Linked DNA regions of Sus scrofa: region 1 is linked to region 2. The links are chromatin contacts, called in public Hi-C maps. All regions are on one chromosome and are shown on one strand. Each heading gives the region's core, a stretch centred on a gene start, on an enhancer-like site or on the middle of the called end of the contact. The rest is flanking DNA. Distances are from core to core; before and after follow the strand shown.

Region 1 (5,874 bases), core at 2,049-4,548, 180 kb before region 2:
TTTTGCCTAAATTCTTTTAATCAGTAGGATGTTGATTCTGTGAACTAGAAATGATTTCAATGTTGTAAAATGGCCATTGCAAGTAATTATAACATATTTGTCTTATGTGCTCTGTCAGGCACCAATCCAGTAAATGTTTGAAAATCTGGAATATCTGCAAAGGTATTTTCTTTTTTTTACTTTAAAAAAAATTTTATTATCGTCAATCTACAATGTTTATCGATTTCTGCTGTATAGCAAAGTGACCCAGTTATACATATACATGCCTATTCCTGCCAAGGTATTTTTGTTTGAACAGGCAAAGTAATTCTGTTCACAAGCCACCGATTCAACACGGCAGATAAAGAACTACAGTGCAAATGAGATAAATCAGAAAGGAAGGTCAGACTGACTGCAGTCTTCAAGAGAACATATGAGACTCCCAGACAAACACTATCAGAAGTTAATTTCACAACATGTGATCCAGAGTGATTTACAAACCAAATTGTGATTTCTATTAGAGTTCAAACCAAAGAATCAGACTTTGATGGCATGCCCACATAGCCACACAATCAGACTTCAGGATGGCTTACCCCGAACACATACACACAAATGAGACACAGAAAGAACAGGGAAGAAGCAAATTTGACCTGAAGCTGACCTGCCTTCTCACCGGCGCCTCTTCTCTGCATGGCTCAGAAGCGCTCCTGGAGGCCCTGAGGTCTTCCTCAGGTACCACATCCTCTGCCGCCTGCCCCAGGCTTCTTTCTTCAGTCATCTTCCCTATCACATACCATCTGCCTGTGCTCCGCTTTCCGTTAGGAAACTGATAAACTAATCTCTGTGCAGTGGTTGGGTCCCTACCCAACTCATGCCTCCTTCCGGCCAGTTAAACAGATCTGTATTCAAACAAGGCTCTTGCAGAGACCAGGCTTAAATTTACACAATCCGCTTGACGACGCCAGTTCTAGTCTTTGGTCTCTAGTCATATTCGACCCAATAATCACCTTTATCCAATTTGGTTAATTCTTTTTTTTCCTCCCCCACAGGAATATAATACCACAAGAGTCACTTAAGGTTTGAGATAAATATCACCCTTGGTCCCATGAATGCTAATGTCCATAAGAAGTAGTTTTAAAATATAAATCAAAACCAATTTGCATTTTGAAATCTAAATGAACCACTTTTTTTTGCTATTTATTTTTACTGGCTTGTTGCCTGTTTGGGCCGCTATAAGAAAAGACCATAGACGGGGCTGCTGAAACGGCACACATTTATTTCGCACAGTCCTGGAAGCTGAGAAGTCCAAGATCAAGATGCCCGCAGATTCGGTGTCTGTTGAGAACCACTTCTCAGCTTGCTGACAGCAGTCTTCTTGCTGCATCCTTACATGGTGGAGGGGAGAGAGAGAGAAAGAGAGGGGGGAAGACAGAGAGAGAGCATCCTAGTTTCTTCCTCTTCTTTTTTTCTTAATTTTTTTTTTTTGGTCTTTTATCTTTTTAGGGATGAACCTATAGCATATGGAGATTCCCAGGCTAGGGGTCCAATAGGAGCTGTAGCCACTGGCCTATGCCACAGCCACAGCAACATGGGATCCAAGGCGCATCTTCGACCTATACCACAGCTCACGGCAATGCCGGATCCTTAACCCACTGAGCAAGGCCAGGGATCAAACCTGTGTCCTCATGGATACGAGTTGGGTGTGGTAACCACTGAGCCACAAAGGGAACTCCTTTTTTTGTTGTTTTTATTAATTTTTTTAATGGCCACACCCATGGCATATGGAAGTTCCCGGGCCAAGGACTAAATCCGATCCTTTAACCTACTGCTCTCTTCCTCGTCTTATAAGGGCACTCACTCCATTATTGGGGCCCCATACTCCTTATTTTACCTAAACTTTACTTCCCAAAGGCCTCACCTTCAAATACCATCACCTTGGGGGTTAAGCCTTCAACATAGGAATTTGGGGGGTACACAAATGTTCAATCCATAGCAGTTAGTGTGTGTTATGCCAAGGTACCTAAAGTTGTCCTTGAGTAAATAAGAAGCGAATTTCTCCCGATGAAAGTAAATTGAAGATTTAATAACATCTACAATCCCCAGCAGGAGACATTTCCTCTGGGGTTGAGCTGCCAACAAAGTTGGAGTGTCCCCAAATGAATGGTTTAAGAGAACTTCTGATGTGAAATAAACACCATTTTCTTGGGGACCATGTAACGCTTCTCTTGGGGCGAGCTTCTGGTCTGGGGCTGTTTTGCCTTGGAGAAAATGGTCTGACATTAGGATGGCCCATCTCCTCTCCAGGAGACTGTTAGACCAAGAGGAGCCATTAAATTCCTGGACAAACCATCCAAGGGTGGCCAGGTCTCTTCCTCAGGAGGAACAGCCAACTGTTAACGCTGGGAACCCAGCCCTTTCATCACTTCGTTATAAAGTGGCATTCCCAGAAATTAGAATCGGAGTCTGAAACTCCAGTAAGAACTCCACGTGTGTTTGAAGTCTAAAGAGAAGAATCAGCTGTGCCTGCTGTCGGTCTCAGAGTCTGAAATAGTTCCCTGCTGATTCATAACGTAAACATAGGGGTTAATTCCCTCCTTTCAGAAATCTGCTGGGGTGCACCCCAATTATTATTATCTGCATTCAACCATGAGAGCATGATGAGCTGAAAGGCTGCCAGCATGGCCGTTTGCCTTTCCGGATTTAAATAAATAGATCTGGCTTTGGGCAGGCTTTCCAGACTGACGTACACTCCAGACATGAGTGTTGTTTTATTAAGATATATAATGACATAAAAATATTTTTATAATCAGTATATCTTCTTCAGCTCTAAAATCCAGGACAGGGTTTTCAAGGCATCTCGTTTGCACGGATCAAGTTGACTGGTCAGAAGCACTGACGAATGTTGGAGGGGATATCATGTTTATTTATAACAGATTGATATTGTATCTAGTTTCTGTGTACTAGGAAACGGAAATAGGTTTGCGCAAACCTTTCCCCGCCCCCATAACCTAAAAGACAGGAGACACTTCATCGGAGCCCTTCTACCCTATCATGTGATGTTTTCTCTTTAAACAGAATAGGAATGATCTGTCTTTGCAACTTGTTGACTTAACCCAAGCTTTTGGCTTGACTGAAAGGGTTCCCTGAAACTAAAGGGCTGTTCTTTGAAGGGAATCTCTTCCTAACCACGTCCCTTTAAGAGTTCATTTTAAGGATCCTACCTCTCCTGATTGTTTTCACTTTGGTACACCATCAAAGGGGAGGAGTCGGTGAAAGGAAATGAAACTGAAACGTGGACCTGGGCATAGCTGATCGAAGGTTCTTCATTTAAGGGTGAGTTCCTTTTCTCTCATTATGTTGTGCACTCTGAAAACAAGCCCTTGAAATGGGGGTCACGGTCTTTAGGAGACCCCAAGAGAAATCACTCTATGCTTCTTCCCTCCGGGAGTCCCCCATCTCATTAGGCAAAACAGTCAGGCGTAGGCTCTCTTAATGGGCAACAGAATAAAACATCAGAGAAGGTAAATACACACCATGCACCGAGAAGCACACAATTTAAGTTGGAACGTGACTATATAAAGAACAATAAATGAGGCACTGTATACCCATAACGTGTGAGTACTTCCAGGTGTACCAATATGCAAACACTAGCACTGAGGCTTCCTAGAGTATTTGGAAACAGCCTAAATAAAGAAGGGTCTCTGATAGGGATTTCTCCAACCAGGGTTCTTTCCACCCATCCAGCATCAATGTAGCCTCTTCTCTAAACCTTTTTTAATGTATTAACTTGTTTCATTCTCCTAAGACCTGTGTATAGACCCAGTATGATCCCTATGTCTTAAAGCACAGAGAGATGGAGCCAGTTGCTATGTCCTGCTATAGACACTGCTTGCCTTCCCTCCCACTCATCTCCCTCGTCCGTCTGGGCACCACCTCTTCCCAGGACACGGCTTTTTGACTCCTGCCTTCTTGTTCCCTCAGCTGCCTGCACAGTGTCCTGGGTATATTTCGTCCATGATTCTCTCGATGAAAACTTCTACCCTTACCCCTCACTCTTAGACTTTGGGTAACCTGAGGGCATGAATCCTGGAGCTCCCAGTCACAGAGCTGGTGTTTGAGCTCAGGCATCCAGCTGCAGGGGCCCACCCTTCACCGAGATGCTAAGAGTTTGCCAGGCAGGTGTGAAGTGCCTTTTGTGGGAGAGGGTTCGAGTCATGGACTTTGGGAAGTGACAGAGGGAGTGCGTGACATTGGAGGGCGGGGTGCATGTCAGTGGAGCTGAAAGATTCAGCTTTCGGAAAGTGGATGGTGATTGGATGGAGTGGGCCTTTGGCTTTTCAAACCAGGCGAAGAGCCCCCTTGGCACACGTGGTGATGACCAGAGGGCTCATGGCCATCAGATCACCGTGGCGTGTTGTTTAAGTCTCCTGAACATTCACGACAGAAGAGCTTGGATGCCATTATCTCACAGCACATCACTCTAAATTGCAGTTTCGGAGTTCCCTGGGGGCCCAGAGGTTAAGAATCCACAGTTGTCACTGCTTTGATGCAGGCGCGATCCCTGGCCTGGAAACTTCCGCATGCCCAAAAAAATGTAGTTTTATATTATACTATAGGATGCGACAGCACCATGACATTTTTCTTTGTTTCTCCTTCCTTTTGCTATCTGGTTCAAATTGTTTCCTTAATGTATTTAGAAAATCAAATTTCACGTTACAGAAGTAATGCAAACTTGTCTAACTCAAGAAGAGAGCCCATAGTTACATCAATTAAAAGTTATTTCTCCTCCTAACACCCTTCCAACCTTACTTTCCTGAGGAGGTAATACTTTTATCCACGCTTGTCCAAGGAGATAACAATACCTGTGCACAAACTCGAGGCGATTGGTCGCTCCTGTGACAACTGTGCAAGCAGCACATCCTTTATTGCGTCGCTTGCTTTGCCCACTTAAGTATCCTTCACCGTCTACCCTTCAGCACGGTGTCCACACTGTTGGTACTTCACCCTTCCCTCCTGATGGATGGCTTCCAGCTTTGCAGCTCTCCAAGCAACGCTGCAACAAATCTCTCTGCATAGCCATCCCCCTTTCTTGAGCCTTTACACATTAAAAGTTATACAGTGGCCACTGAACTTTTTTTTAAATCAGTGATGTGCTCCTATCCCACAGGGAAATGACTGCCTAAAATTTGCTCCCAAAAACAAATGGCCTGTCCAGGCATAGAGAAGTAATTATGTTCCATAGTCTACTTCTGGCACGTTGTGGGAAACAGTTTCCAGTAAGTGTAAACTCACATTCTCCAGGATGATTTTTCTCAGTCTACATACCTAGTGTGCACTGCTGAAACAAAGCTTTTTATAAGACTACTCATTGGAAGTTCTTATGTTTTCTGCTTGACAACTTTTTTTGGCCACTCTCGCAGCATGCAAAAGTTCTTGGGCCAGGGACTGAACCAAACCACAGCAGTAACCAGAGCCAAGGCAGAGACAACGCCAGATCCTTAACCTGCTGAGCCACCAGGGAACTCCCAACAGCAACTTTTTAAAATAAAAGTCAGGACGTCAAAGAAGTCCCAAGTTTGACAGGTGCTCCGAGGGCATGAAGCTTGGCCAGTTTGACAAGAGCCAGCAGGCTCAAGGAAGGACCTTGCTCTCCTCTTGAAGAGCAAGGCTCTCTTTTGATTTCACCTCTCCACTATCAAGGCCTCTTCCATGTCAACAATAACAAAATTCTAAGTCTTACGTGTGACATGTAGACAGGTATTTGGACACAGAGACGACAACAATTATTTCTTATTGGCCAAAAAGTCTAAAACAAAACAGAAAGAAAGGGCCAGAGTTCTGCTTTCTCTAAGCCACTGGCTCTGCTGTCAACGCCCCCCAGTGTGGCCGACTTTC
Region 2 (6,644 bases), core at 3,183-5,682:
CAGAGGCCAGGTCAATAAAAGTTGTGTACAACAGTGACACCTACTGGCCAGAGAAGGTACTTACTTTGTGCTCTTGGGTCTGGAAGGCTGGGAAGCAGATGAACAGTCCCCAGAAGACCTAAATTAATTTGGAGAATTTCAAAGGTGCTTTTCCTTTCCTTCCAGGGTTAAGGGACCCAAGCTCTCAGCCCTGAAGAAGCCTCCTCCTGGCAAATTCCACACCACCAAGGCAACACCTGAGCATTTTAAAAATAACGCCTCTGAAGTTTCCGCTTGTGGCTCAGCAGGTTACCAGCTTGACTAGTATCCATGAGGATGCGGGTTCCAACCCTAGCCTTGCTCAGTGGGTTAAGGATCCGGCATTCCTGTGAGCTGTGGTGTAGGTCGAAGACGTGGCTCAGATCTGGCGCTGCTGTGGCTGTGGCGTAGGCCCCAGCTGTAGCTCCAATTTGACCCCTAGCCTGGGAACTTCCATATGCTGCAAGTGCGGCCCTAAAAAGGAAAAATAAATAAATAAGTAAATAGATAAATAAATAAATAAAAATAATGTCTCAAACCCACATGCAAAGTGAGATCTGAGGGGCAGAGATGTTCAGTAGGTGGGTAGGAAATCCTGCAAGGAGTGGGGGGGGGGCATGTACTTCTATCCATTTCAAAGCAGGCTGGTTAGTTAGTGATGCTACATAAATGGGGAGGCAGTTTTCAAAAATCACGAGGTGTCAAGGCGGAAGAGACTTTGGAGTTCCTATTACCAGTTCCCCACAGAGGGTGGATGTCCTGAAACATCAGAGAATGTACATTTGACCAAGAATAAGATGGACTTGGAGTTCCCCTTGTGGTGCAGTGGAAATGAATCCGACTAGGAACCACGAGGTTTGGGTTCAACCCCTGGCCTCGCTCGGTGGGTTAAGGATCCGGCGTTACCACGAGCTGTGGTGGCAGACACGTCTCGGATCTCACATTGCTGTGGCTGTGGCATAAGCTGGCAGCTGTAGCTCCAATTAGACCCCTAGCCTGGGACCCTCCATATGCCGCAGGTGCAGCCCTAAAAAGACCAAAAAAACAAAACAAAACAGAACATGATGGACTCAAGAACATTAGTCTTTCTACTGCTTTTTGGCTTTGGCTTGAAATCCTCACTAGCCCGAGTCTTTCAAAATTACTAAAAATCCAGCATCGCCATTTGAAAGTCGTTAAGTGAGTAGGGCAGGGAGGGAGCAAAATAGGGTTCCCTGGAGAAACCAAACCAATAGGAGAGCGAGAAAGGGAAAGAAGGACAGGGAGGCTTGTCATCGTCCAGGATCGGCTCGGCGATGACGGGGGCGAGCAAGCCCGAGATGCGCAGAGTGAGTCAGCCCGCGGGACGCAGGCGGCTGAGGCTTTCCCTTTAGTCTGAGTCCAAAGGCCTGGGACCCGGGAGAGCCCGTGGAAGGGTTCCTGTCCAAAGACCAGCAGGTGTGCAGCCCAGGAAGAGCGGACGCTGCGGCCAGAGGGCTGTCGGGCGGGGGGGGGGGGTCCCTGATGTCAGCCTTTTCCTTCTTCCCAGGCCTTCACCTGACTAGAGGAAGCCCACCCACACCGGGAGGGCAGCCTGCTTTCCTCAGTCTACCATCCACTACCATCCAGACGTTAATCTCATCCAGAAACCTCCTCATAGACTCACCCAGAATACTATTTGACCAAACATCTGGGCACCCTAGGGCCCAGGCAAGTTCACATAAAATTAACCATCACGGTCAGTAAGAGGTAACCTGGTCTGAGGGAGGCAGGTGCCCACTGGGCACCCCAGGTCCCCCGGTCGAGGGCCTGGTTCCCTAGGGTCCAGTTTTGTGTTCCTGGAAAATGAGTTGCCAGGCTTATATCAAAACCCTCTTCTTGGAGTTCCCGTCCTGGCTCAGTGGTAATGATCCCGACAAGTATCCATGGGGACGAGAGTTCGATCCCTGGCCTCGCTCAGTGGGTTAAGGATCCCACGTGGCCGTGCGCTGTGGTGCAGGTTGCAGATGCAGCTTGGATCCCACATGGCTGTGGCTGTGGCTCAGATACGATCCCTAGCCTGGGAACTTCCATATGCTGCAGGTGCAGCCCTAAAAAAAAAAGACAAAACCCTCTTCTTTCCCTTCTCCAGGAGACATTCCAGTCATTGTGGGTAGGCAAATGGAAACAGGGCAAAAGCACTTTCAGGTCGCATTTCGGGACTCTTTGGATCTGGCCCTTTGCCTCAGGGGTCATCGATGTGTGAGGAAACGGGGTCACCCACTGTCTGGTTTGCCCAGGACTGAGGGGTTTCCTAGGGACAGGGGACTTTGAACGCTCAAGTTGGGACAGTCCCGGGCAACCTGTCACCTAAGGATCCCTGCCCTGCCCAAGGAGCCCAAGTGGCTCCAGGTTCTCTGTCTCCTTTGGTTTAGACACCTTGTCAGCTCTGCACCCACAAACCTGTCCCATGGTTTTGTGGCCCAGGGACTCCAAGGCCAGGGTCAGTGGCAACTTTGGACCCCAGATGTTTTCTTGGTGGCGCAGTAACAGTGGGTGCTTGGTGGCTGCTTCAAGTCACTGCTTTTGCAGCCCTTAATGTCATAACAGTACTGTCATGGGGCAAAGCCCTGCCCACAACCCAGAGCTGCGCTCAGATTATTGCCAACAGAGTGCCCTCTCCTGGGGGGACCAGGCTGTCGCCACTGTGGAGCACAGGGCGGTCAGTTCCCTGCAGGAGCAGCTTTAACAAAAGCCCTTAGAGATGGTAGAACCTGCAGGGACCCAGGCTACAGGCACATATTTCTTTTTCTTTTCTTTTCTTTTCTTTTTTCTTCATCTTTTGTCTTTTCAGGGCCGCACTCACATCATATGGAGGTTCCCAGGCTAGAGGTTTAATCAGAGCCACAGCTGCTGGCCTCCACCAGAACCACAGCGACGCCAGATCCAAGCTGTGTCTGTGACCTACACCACCGCTCACGGCAATGCCAGATCCTTAACCCACTGAGCGAGGCCAGGGCTTGAACCCGCAACCTCAAGGTTCCTAGTCGGATTCGTTTCTGCTGCGCCACGACAGGAACTCCGAGCCAGCCACATGTTTCTGCAGTGTGGTCCCTGCTCCACAGAGAGATACAGGAAGATTTGTCCCTCAGACCGGCTTCCATTCTTTTCCTTTTCTTATTGCTTTTGTAACAGCTTATTGAGGTATAATACACATACCTACAAGCCGCCCATTTAAAGTATATGACGCAACAGTTTTTGGTACATGCACAGAGTTGTACAACCAACGTCATGATCAAATTTAGAACATTCTCATCACGCCCTGTAGCCTTTAGTCATCCCCCCCTTACTTCTCCCAACTGGCACCAGAAATCAGATTACATTTTCTAGAGTTTTACAGAAATGGAATCATACAGTAGCTTTTCCTGTTTGATGGACTTCTTTGACTCGGCATCACTATTTTGAAATTAATTCATGTTACACCTGCTTTTACACCGTTCTTTCCTTTACACGGCTGAGTGGCACTCCATTGCATGGTTACGCTACAAGCTGTTTATTCAGTCACTTGATAATAGACATTCAGGGTGTTTCCAGTATTTGACTATCACAAATAAATCTGCTATAAAAATTTATGTGTTGGAGTTCCTGTTGTGACTCAGCAGGTTAAGGACCTGATGTCCCTGTGAGGATGTGGGTTTGACGCCTGCCCTTGATCAGTGGGTTAAGGATCGGGCATTGCCACAAGCTGCAGTGTAGGTTGAAGATGTGGCTAAGATCCGATGTTGCTCTGGCTGTGGCGTAGGCTGCAGTTGCACCTCCAATTTGACCCCTGGCCCTGGAATTTCCATATGTCGCAAGTGTGGCCATAAAAAGGAAAAAGTTTATGTGAAAATCCTCATCCCCCCAGCAGTCCCAGCAGACAGCCATGCCTTCTGCTTCTGCTTCACAAAGAAAACAACTGTCCATCCCTGCCTGGAATGGTCTTGGATCTGAAAACTCTGCCTTGAGCAAGCCTCCCAGGAAGGAGTATCCTTCGGGCTCCCTCTGGATGGAGAAGCACTGAGTCCTCCCACCAGAGGCAGTGACTCTAGCACAGCCCTCACCCCAAGAAGGAGGCTTGAGTCCCAGGGTCCAGGGGGCCACAGGCCCTGGCTGTGCTCAGAGACTCTGTCACAGGCTAACCCATCAGAATCCCTTTGGCTCAGCCCCCAGCAAGGAGCGGGCAGGAGCCAGCGGCAGCCATGCCATGCGACAAGCCCTGGTCAGTCTCCTTGGAGGTTTCTGGAAAGGGGTTAAAAGCTAGAGACGATGAGTGACGAGGTCCAGGGAGTCCAAAGGATAACTGCCACTCTGTCTGAGATGAGGCTGAGCTCTGACCGGGGTGTGAACCCTGAGGGCAGGGGCCACACGGTCAGGACCTGGGGCGGAAGCAAAAGGGAACCCTCCTTGGCTCAGCGGCTCCTAGCTCACTCCGGGTAAACAAGCCGAGGAAAGCCCCGGGCCCCGGGCAGGGCTGTGCCAACAAATCAAAGGTCAGCGGAGCCATAAATCAACTGTATTTACACCAAACCCATCATGAAGAGTTATTTTAAAACAGGAATTGACCAAAAAAATTCCCTGGAGCTGAATCAACTCAAAGAACACAAACAGAGAATGGGAAATGTCCATCTCCCTCCTCTCCCAGGCGGTAGGTCCCAGAGGCCTCCGCAGTGAGAGCGGCCCGCTCGCCCTGCAGTAGGTCCCTCCCAGATCTAAGTGTTCGTGCCTGGGGTGCCTTGAGACGATGGGTCTTGGCCAAACAGCCGCTGCAGCCAGCAGACAGGCGATTGTGCGGGGTGGGGGATGGTGCCTCTCAAGATCCTTCCAACTTCCTGGGGACCAGGGCCTGCCCAGGATGCTCACCAGACTGACATCAGCCTAGTGCTACCCGGCCTCTAGCCCTGGAGGATTTTCTTTTATTTAAATATGCAGGTGGGAGTTCCTGTCGTGGCGCAGCAGAAGCGATCCGACTAGGAACCATGAGGTTGCGGGTTCGATCCCTGGCCTCACTCCGTGGATTAAGGATCTGGCATTGCTGTGAGCTGTGGTGTAGGTCGCAGACGGGGCTGGGGTCTGATGTTGCTGTGGCTGTGGTGTAGGATGGCAGCTGTAGCTCTGATTGGACCCCTAGCCTGGGAACCTCCATATGCCAAGGGTGTGGCCCTGAAAAAACAGCAAAAATAATAATAATAATAATAAATAAATAAATATGCATGCATGTACAGAAGGAGGTCTGGAAGGATCTACAGCTTGGTATTATCAGATGTCAATTCAAGATGCCTGCATTTTCTGCATCTTCTATAATGAATGTGTATTTTATTATTTTTTGAAGGCAAGGAATTTTGTTTGTTTAGCAAGGAATTTTTTTTCTTTCTGTTACCAAAGTTACTAGCTGTAGAAGATTTAGAAAAGTATAGGAACCAAAGAGAGAGGGTCACCTGTAATCATAATCTCCCTGCCCAGATATATTCTCTTGATCTGTGAGTAAATTTTCTTTGGTTCTTTGCTGGAAACGTGTATTTTTCAAACCAAAAAAAGAGATCATATGTTGCAGTCTTTTTTTTCTTTTCTTTTCTTTTTTTTTTTTTTTTTTTTTTTTTTTTTTTTTTTTTTTTAGTGACTGCACCCACAGCATATGGAAGTTCCTGGACCAGAGGATTGAATCCAAGCCACAGCTGCCACTTATGCTGCTGCTGAGCTGGGGCCAGAACCTGCACCTCTGCAGTGACCCAAGCCGCTGCAACCAGATTCTTAACCCAAGGCGCCACAGCAGGAACTCTGATACATTCTTTTTTATAACCTACTTTTCAATGTACACTCCACATTTTCTGCCATTAACACCCTCCTAAGATACGGTTTCAGTGGCTTACAGTGTGCTTTTTGTCTGTTTGTTTTGCTTTCAGTATTCTCTTAAATGGATGTAGCCTGCATCGACTCATTCCTTCCAATGAGGTCTTCAAACAAGAAACATTTCTCTCTAAACCACAAGCAAATGGTCGTACTGCTATTCTCCAAACAGGCTTCTCATAGGCCGACATACAGTAGGACTGCATTTTCCTGCCCCAAGGGAGTTAGGTGTTACCATGTCCCTTGTTTTGGCCAATGAAATGTGAACAGCAGTGAACCTGGCCATCTGAGAGCGGTCTCTGCACTCAGAGTCCAGCCAACCTACCATGGACACAGAGCACATAGCGAAATGAACTCTGTGATTTCATTGGGGGGTGGGGACCATTTTGTTTCTGTAACATAACCTTGCTGGCCCTGCCTGCCTGGGCTCTGGGCTGATGGAGAGACAAGGTTAAAGACAGAATCCCAACCATGGAAGGGTGTGCATCTTGTTAGGGACATCCAGCTTAATGACAAGGAAAGAGCTGGGATAGGAGCCACCAGTGACCATTCAGAGCCAGAGCACCGTGGAGCAGGCAGGAAATGTCTGGCCCCCGAAAGAGAGAGAGAAAGGGGCCCGTCTGGAGAACACACTGCCATAAGGAGAGACGTCCTGTCTCCATCCTGTGCTTCTCATTCTTCCTCTGGAGAAAAAAAATGCCTCCACAGCCTGCCTCATCAGGAATGGCAGCCGTGAAACTCTTCAAGGCTTACTGTGGCTGGTCGTAATCAAGCAGACACTT

The links. Hi-C and Micro-C count contacts between places; a contact is called where the count stands out from the background.
Region 1: a Hi-C map of liver shows a contact between it and region 2, with 2.8 times the contacts expected there. The contact joins two enhancer-like sites. A contact is called at or near these places in 1 of 47 Hi-C or Micro-C datasets (liver) and 1 of 2 datasets of contacts at active chromatin or transcription factors (skeletal muscle).

What each region holds. Positions count from the first base shown.
Region 1 is chr1:16,678,650-16,684,523 of Sscrofa11.1, reverse strand. No RefSeq gene overlaps it. Among named protein-coding and RNA genes, the nearest start is that of TAB2, 70 kb to the right of the region's middle. Within about 2 kb of position 3,298, at least 19 of the 83 cell types and tissues checked have an H3K27ac peak or open chromatin away from gene starts, as enhancers often do. A contact at or near this core is called in liver, where this site is marked.
Region 2 is chr1:16,501,914-16,508,557 of Sscrofa11.1, reverse strand. No RefSeq gene overlaps it. Among named protein-coding and RNA genes, the nearest start is that of ZC3H12D, 42 kb to the right of the region's middle. Within about 2 kb of position 4,432, at least 26 of the 83 cell types and tissues checked have an H3K27ac peak or open chromatin away from gene starts, as enhancers often do. A contact at or near this core is called in liver, where this site is marked.